Linked DNA regions of Mus musculus: region 1 is linked to region 2. The links are chromatin contacts, called in public HiCAR-type maps. All regions are on one chromosome and are shown on one strand. Each heading gives the region's core, a stretch centred on a gene start, on an enhancer-like site or on the middle of the called end of the contact. The rest is flanking DNA. Distances are from core to core; before and after follow the strand shown.

What was found. HiCAR-type assays count read pairs that join an accessible place to other places.
Region 1: a HiCAR-type map of kidney shows a contact between it and region 2, with 2.3 times the contacts expected there. The contact joins the enhancer-like site here to the promoter of 4930486F22Rik in region 2. A contact is called at or near these places in 8 of 39 promoter capture datasets (3T3-L1-derived adipocytes, the HPC-7 cell line, HPC-7-derived erythroid cells and 5 more), 1 of 15 datasets of contacts at CTCF or cohesin (the NIH/3T3 cell line), 5 of 484 Hi-C or Micro-C datasets (the HPC-7 cell line, cochlea, cortical neurons and 2 more) and 2 of 115 datasets of contacts at active chromatin or transcription factors (embryonic stem cells and kidney).

What each region holds. Positions count from the first base shown.
Region 1 is chr10:86,127,366-86,130,678 of GRCm38.p6, reverse strand. All of the region lies in intron 7 of Syn3 (synapsin III), which reads left to right. Among named protein-coding and RNA genes, the nearest start is that of Gm35636, 33 kb to the left of the region's middle. Within about 2 kb of position 1,363, at least 2 of the 459 cell types and tissues checked have an H3K27ac peak or open chromatin away from gene starts, as enhancers often do. A contact at or near this core is called in kidney, where this site is marked.
Region 2 is chr10:86,094,183-86,097,764 of GRCm38.p6, reverse strand. 4930486F22Rik (RIKEN cDNA 4930486F22 gene) reads right to left here and starts at 1,911. Exons shown (of 3, transcript NR_038024.1): 1 at 1,880-1,911. All of the region lies in intron 7 of Syn3 (synapsin III), which reads left to right.

The DNA.
Region 1 (3,313 bases), core at 114-2,613, 33 kb before region 2:
GGCCTCTGCCTCAGTTTCTACTCTGATTTCCCTATGATGGACTGTGATTGGAACATGTAAGCCAAAAAAACAAAACAAAACAAAACACCCTTGGCTCCCTAAGTTCCTATTGATCATGTGGTATTTGAAAAAAAAAAAACAAGACGGGGTGGGGGTGGGGCATGCCATGAGCTTTGCAGCAGTGATGCTAAATAAGCAGATGGAGACTTGCTTCCTAGATGACTCTGAGCCATGTCTGAAAATAGCTTTAGTTGTTACAGTTAGGGTAACAGGGAGGTCCTTCTGGAACCTACCAGGAGGAAGCCAGAGTGCCGGTCAACACCCCCAATATACAAGAAAGCTTCCTACAACAAAGAACTCTACAGCCACAAACATCATCCATATTAAATGGAAGGAAAAACCATTGCATTTGGATAAATTTGATTTTATTTCCTCCATTGAACATTTTACAAGGCTGGAAACCAGACAATGCTGTGAGGATTGTAGAGTTCAACATCAAGTATATTGTAGTATTTAAAAGTCCACACAGGACTCCATATCAGTGGATACGTGGCTGTGGGGTCAACCAACAGACCCAAAATGAATAAGAAAAAAGTTGTCTCTATACTTAAAATGACTATTTTTCTTGCCATTATACTCTAAAGTGGTATGTATAGTGTGCTATGAATACAGAAGCTGTATACAGAAGGTGCAGCTATTATACCATCTTATATAAGGGACATGAGCATTCACAAACAGGTTTTTACAGTCTTTTTTAAGCATTTATGATTTATTAGAGATTCAATGTGAGAGTTTTTTCTGTCTTTCTTTCTTATTTTATTTTTAATTAATTATTTTATTTATTTACATCCCAAATGTTGCCCCCACTTCCAGTCCCTCCCTCCAAGAGTTCTTCACCCCCTTCCTCCTCCCCCTCGACTCTAAGAGGGTGCAACCCCAAGGGCATCTCCCTTCTCTGGAGCATCAAGTCTCTACAGGATTAGGCACATCCAGTGTTTACAGTGTTAAGCTTTCAATGTTTTCCTCTTTGGAAGCAGCACATTACAGCAACTTTGGATACCATTTGAATCTAGATCCCACCACTTGTGAGTTGTAACACTGTAGATAAGTTACCTTGACTACCCTCACCCACCATAATTCCTTCTTTTGTGAAGTGAAGATAATGATAGTGGTATCAGCGTCACATCACGTGCTGATTGTAAGGATTAAGAGCAACTTTGCTCTTCTTCTTTGCTCATATTCTAGTTCAGTGCTGGGACAAGTGCGCACTCAGTGGATATTAGACGACAGTAGAATGGTGGAAGCCTGAACCCGCTCTGAGGACCCCAAACCCAGCTGAAGTAAGCAGGAGATGACTACACATCATCAGCTGTCAGAGTTCACTTGGCTGCAAATTCAGTCTGAGTCAAACAAGTGTCAGGCTGCCAAGCGCTTACCTCAGCAAATGAGAAATATGCATAGATGAAAATGGGCTCAGCTGCATTACCCATTGTAAAAATAAAGTTTATAACCACCAGAGTAGCTAAAAATGAAAAGATTAATAACACTAATTGTTGGCAAGGACCCAGAATCTATTGCTTCGAAGTTGAAGACGGAGAAGTTCTTTTGGTGTAGCTGGCTCTATATGCATCACATACAACAACACAAAGTGGCTGTCATAGTAGTTTTGATTTTAACTTCCAAAACTCATGTATCTGTTAACAGTAACAAAATTACAGTGTATTCATGCAAGCTAAAGGTTTCGGGAATACAAGGAAACTAAACTACTTACTTGTACAGTATAAGTGAATCTCACATTGTCGAGGAAACCAAGTCAGATACTTAGGAATTCTGGTTTTGATCATTTCATTCACATGAAGTTGAAAGCCCCAAGGAAAACTATAGTTTTTTAGGTTCCTATAGTTAACTGGGATAATTTTAGGTGATAAAAGATTTAGGATTTAGAAGGGCAAGTCTGGAGCTTAGTAGTCGAATACTTTCATGACATACACAACTCCCCAGATCATCTCCAGCACTGCAAAACAAACAAGTTAGAATAGAAGTTATCTTCAGGACCAGTGTTTGCTGAGCTGAGTTTTAAGTGGGCAACGTTCTTGACCTGGTGGTCAAGAATGGCTACAGCGATGTTTGCTTTGTGTCTATTCACAGAATTGTCTGTTGTGTTGTGTGTCCTTTCCCATAGGTGTATTAGATTTCAAAATACCATAAGGTTTTAAACTAGAAGAGACTCTGGGGATATAGGCCTGGATCTGTGATATCCAGAACAAAGGAAGAGGCTACAGCTAGAAGTGTGTGTTCAATTCTTGATTGTGCTCTAATTCTGGGAGTTAAAGGAAGACACTGACATACTGGGGAGTGAAGAATAACTAACAAAGGAATGTGCTATCTAGTCCTGGAGGACCAGAGATGCTGTAAGCAGCATTTTCAAAACATGAAGCATGAATAAGGAAGCTTAGACCTGTGGTTTCTACATTCATCTGGTGAGCAAGGCAGGAGAAAAAGTCAGGGTCAGGCTTGTTGAAGGAGCAACTTTGTAGCAATAAGAACACTAGAGACTGTCCAACTTCTCAAGTGGGGTGTTCTTACCATTATACAGGCAGTGTCTTAGCAGATGTCCAAGCCCCTAAAATTCAGACAAATATGTAGGTGCAAAGAGTTTGCTATTTCTCACAGGTAACTTCACACAAAGGCCTCATAGTTCCAAATATGAGGGCTCCAACCTGTAATCCCCATACCAGGGATGTTAAGGCAGAACGATTGCTATAAGTTAGAGACTAAGCTGAGCTGCATAGTTTAGCCTACTACATACCTAGTTGGGCTATGTAGTGGGACATTTTCTCAAAACGAACAGAAAATGGCACCTCTGGTAGATCCCTGTATTACTCTTCATTGATGAGTTTCTATAGCTTGAATTAATTGAAAGGAATAGTGTAATATATCTCCATTTGAAGGAATTTAGAATCACCATGGAAAATCCAGGTCTGGATGTATCTATGAGGGTGGTTTCCAGAAAAGTTAACCCCAAGAGAAGAGACTCCCCCTGAATGTGAGCAGCACCGTGCCTTAGGCTGGGGTTTCAGACTAGATAAACAGGAGGAAGCAAACTGAGCACTAGAACCCATCTCTCTCTGCTTCCTAACTGTGGATGCACCATAACCAGCTGTGTCAAGCTCCCCCCACCATGACCTCCCATGCTGTGAATCAAAATAAGCCCTTCGGTGCTGACACAGATTATGTCAGTCATTTTTGCCACAGCAATGAAAAAAGCTATTACACCATCGCAGCATTAAAGGTCAAGTTCAAGGCATCTCCT
Region 2 (3,582 bases), core at 662-3,161:
CTCAACTACTTTTATACTAGAAATAGGGTCTCTTGTAGCCCTGACTGACCTTAAACTCAGAGCATAGTCAAGCATGACCGAGAATTCTTTGTCTTTCTGCCTCTGCCCATTAAGTGCTGGGATTAAAGGGATCTAATGTCATGCCAACTCTCTAAATACTTCTAATGCATATTTGGGAAGTGTGTGTGTGTGTGTATGTGTGTGTGTGTGTGTGTGTGTGTGTGTGTGTGTGTGTGTGTGTGTGTGTTTCAGATATGCTTAAGGATTAGTCTAAATAGTGAGCTTACTCTCACTAACCAGTTTTATTTACACACACACACACACACACACACACACCAACACCATGGTTCTGGTGTCTTTGTCTTGAAAAGAGCTTATATTATGCTCTGAAGAGTAATATCAGTGGCCCATCTCTGTAATCGCAGCCCTCAGAAGCTAAGTATGAGACCCAATAGTCTGTGCCTAGGCTATATAGCAAGCAAGACTCTTTCAGAATAAAAGTGGGGAGGGTTGGTCTTTCAATTCCCTGTCATGCCAACTCTCTAAATACTTCTAATGCATATTTGGGAAGTGTGTGTGTGTGTGTATGTGTGTGTGTGTGTGTGTGTGTGTGTGTGTGTGTGTGTGTGTGTGTGTGTGTTTCAGATATGCTTAAGGATTAGTCTAAATAGTGAGCTTACTCTCACTAACCAGTTTTATTTACACACACACACACACACACACACACACCAACACCATGGTTCTGGTGTCTTTGTCTTGAAAAGAGCTTATATTATGCTCTGAAGAGTAATATCAGTGGCCCATCTCTGTAATCGCAGCCCTCAGAAGCTAAGTATGAGACCCAATAGTCTGTGCCTAGGCTATATAGCAAGCAAGACTCTTTCAGAATAAAAGTGGGGAGGGTTGGTCTTTCAATTCCCTTAAGTGTGATCTGGTTTGAAGTATCATCTAGCCCACTGGCTAGTTCCTCCCTCCAGGGACACTCCTCCAAAGATTTCTGCTACTTGTGGCTTGGGAAGAACCTGGAAAACAATCACATAAAGTCACACTTCCCATACTGCATCAAGGCAGCCTGGAGCACTAGAGGCATCGCAGCCCATTCTGAGCTTTCAAAGAAAGCACACCAGTTCCCAGCCATGAGTGGTCACTGTGCAAATGACTAGCCGTGAAGCTCAGGGCACCTAGGCTGGATCCTGAGTGCCTTCCAATGCACTGTATCTTCAGTTGGTGGGGATGTGTGGAGGCTGTGTTTTAAATAAAAGTGCCCTGTGAAAAGCTCAGTGAGGTGCAAGGAATGAGAGATGGTGCCTCGTGGTTTGGGAGTTTCCTTCAGTATCCAACAAATTTACACACCCTATTAGTAATTGTAAGTTCTTTCGTCATGAAATATTATATTCATTGCGAATTCTTGGAACACTTAACAAGTTTATCAGGATGTAAATAATTGTTAAGCTTTAATCTCTTCATAAATAAAACTGGTATCTTGGCGTAAGAATTTTTTTTTAAAATAAACCCCTAAATGAGGCAACACAAACCCAGAAAGTTTGGGAGCCGCGAGCTTAGGGCTTTCGTAACTTCTGTGTATCTCCTCTAAGCTTTGGGTGAAGGACTCCAGGGCTGATGCTGAGCTAAAGCATGGGTGTGGCCTGACAGTAATGTTACTCAGAACCTGTTCCTGGCGGGGGGAGGGGGGGGGGAGCTTGTGCCTAGCGGGTGTGTGCAGGTACACATGCATGTGGAGGGCAGGGGACAACCTCTGGAGCCATCCTCCCTGATTTTAGAGACAGGGTCTCTCACTGGGACTTAGGACTTGCTGATTGGGCAAAGACACAAGGATCTGCCCGCCCAGCTCTGGGATTACAAGTGTGTGCCACCATACCTGGCTTTTGTATAGACGCTGACGGTTGAACTCAGGTCCTTGGGCATGCGCAGTAGGCAGTTTTGGACTGAACCATCTCCCCGGTCCCCAGAATCTGTTCATACTCCTGCTTTGTAAGTGTAGTTGCTGCAAGAGTGAAGACTGAAGTGTGGACACTATACCCCTCCTTAGAATTGGGAACAAAACACCCATGGAAGGAGTTACAGAGACAAAGTTTGGAGCTGAGATGAAAGGATGGACCATGTAGAGACTGCCATATCCAGGGATCCACCCCGTAATCAGCATCCAAACGCTGACACCATTGCATACACTAGCAAGATTTTATCGAAAGGACCCAGATGTAGCTGTCTCTTGTGAGACTATGCCGGGGCCTAGCAAACACAGAAGTGGATGCTCACAGTCAGCTAATGGATGGATCACAGGGCTCCCAATGGAGGAGCTAGAGAAAGAACCCAAGGAGCTAAAGGGATCTGCAACCCTATAGGTGGAACAACATTATGAACTAACCAGTACCCCGGAGCTCTTGACTCTAGCTGCATATGTATCAAAATATGGCCTAGTCGGCCATCACTGGAAAGAGAGGCCCATTGGACACGCAAACTTTATATGCCCCAGTACAGGGGAATGCCAGGGCCAAAAAGGGGGAGTGGGTGGGTAGGGGAGTGGGGGTGGGTGGGTATGGGGGACTTTTGGTATAGCATTGGAAATGTAAATGAGCTAAATACCTAATAAAAAATGGAAAAAAAAAAACCTTCCTAGGAGGTAAGCAGGAAGCCTGACCCCCCATGTAGCTAGTTTCTTAGCATGCTGCTGTGGCTTTGAAATGAGCTGGATGCCTGCCTCTCTGGTACAGAAACAGGAAAACAAGTCTCCATTTGTAGGCCATGATTATGCTTCTGTTATCTCAAACAAGGAGTAGCCTGTTTGCCAATGGCCTGCCAGCTCCCCTTGCCAAAAAGTTAAGACCATAGAATGACTGCCCAGAACTGGGCATCATTATTGGTCAATGTCCTTCAGCTTTTAGCTGGTTGGCCAATAACCCTGGTCAGTAAACTACCTTATGGGTTTATCTTTATTTTAAAAAAAAAAAGTGTGTGCTTTGGCCATAGCAGGAAGAAACATTCCCTAAGCCTGGTCTTCCAGGGAGACATGATGGGAATTTACTGGACTAAAGTGAGCAGCTGGCCAACACTTGCTATAAAGTTTTTGAATGGTCTGAAACAATGCGGTGAGCTTCAAGTGTGCTCAAGCACCATGCTTCTGGGGAAGGTCTGAACCCCATTTCTGCATTCATCTCAAAGGGAAGATGGATTAGATGTGGAGGTATGCAGGTCTCAGTACCTGCACACCCCTGTACCCCGCAGTCTCCACTAATAGCCCCTTCACTGGCTCTTCAGCAAATGTTTCTTGTGCTAGGCCCTATGCTGGGTGGTATGTTATAGGGATGAGATAAGAAGAATGATGTCATCTGTTGAGTGCTTGTGATGAGCTAAGCGGTCTTCTGGTTTGTTGACATGTAGGGTCTTGAATCATGTTCAACTGCAGTGCTCAGTAACAGCCCAGCAACAAGCTACCTATATTCTGCCACGTGAGGGAAGTGAGGCATTGATTAATTTTCCAAAGGTCATTCAAGAAAGCGATGAGACTGAGATTGCAGCCTGAATTTTCAAACTTTCTATTGTATTGCCTCCCTAGTGAGACCA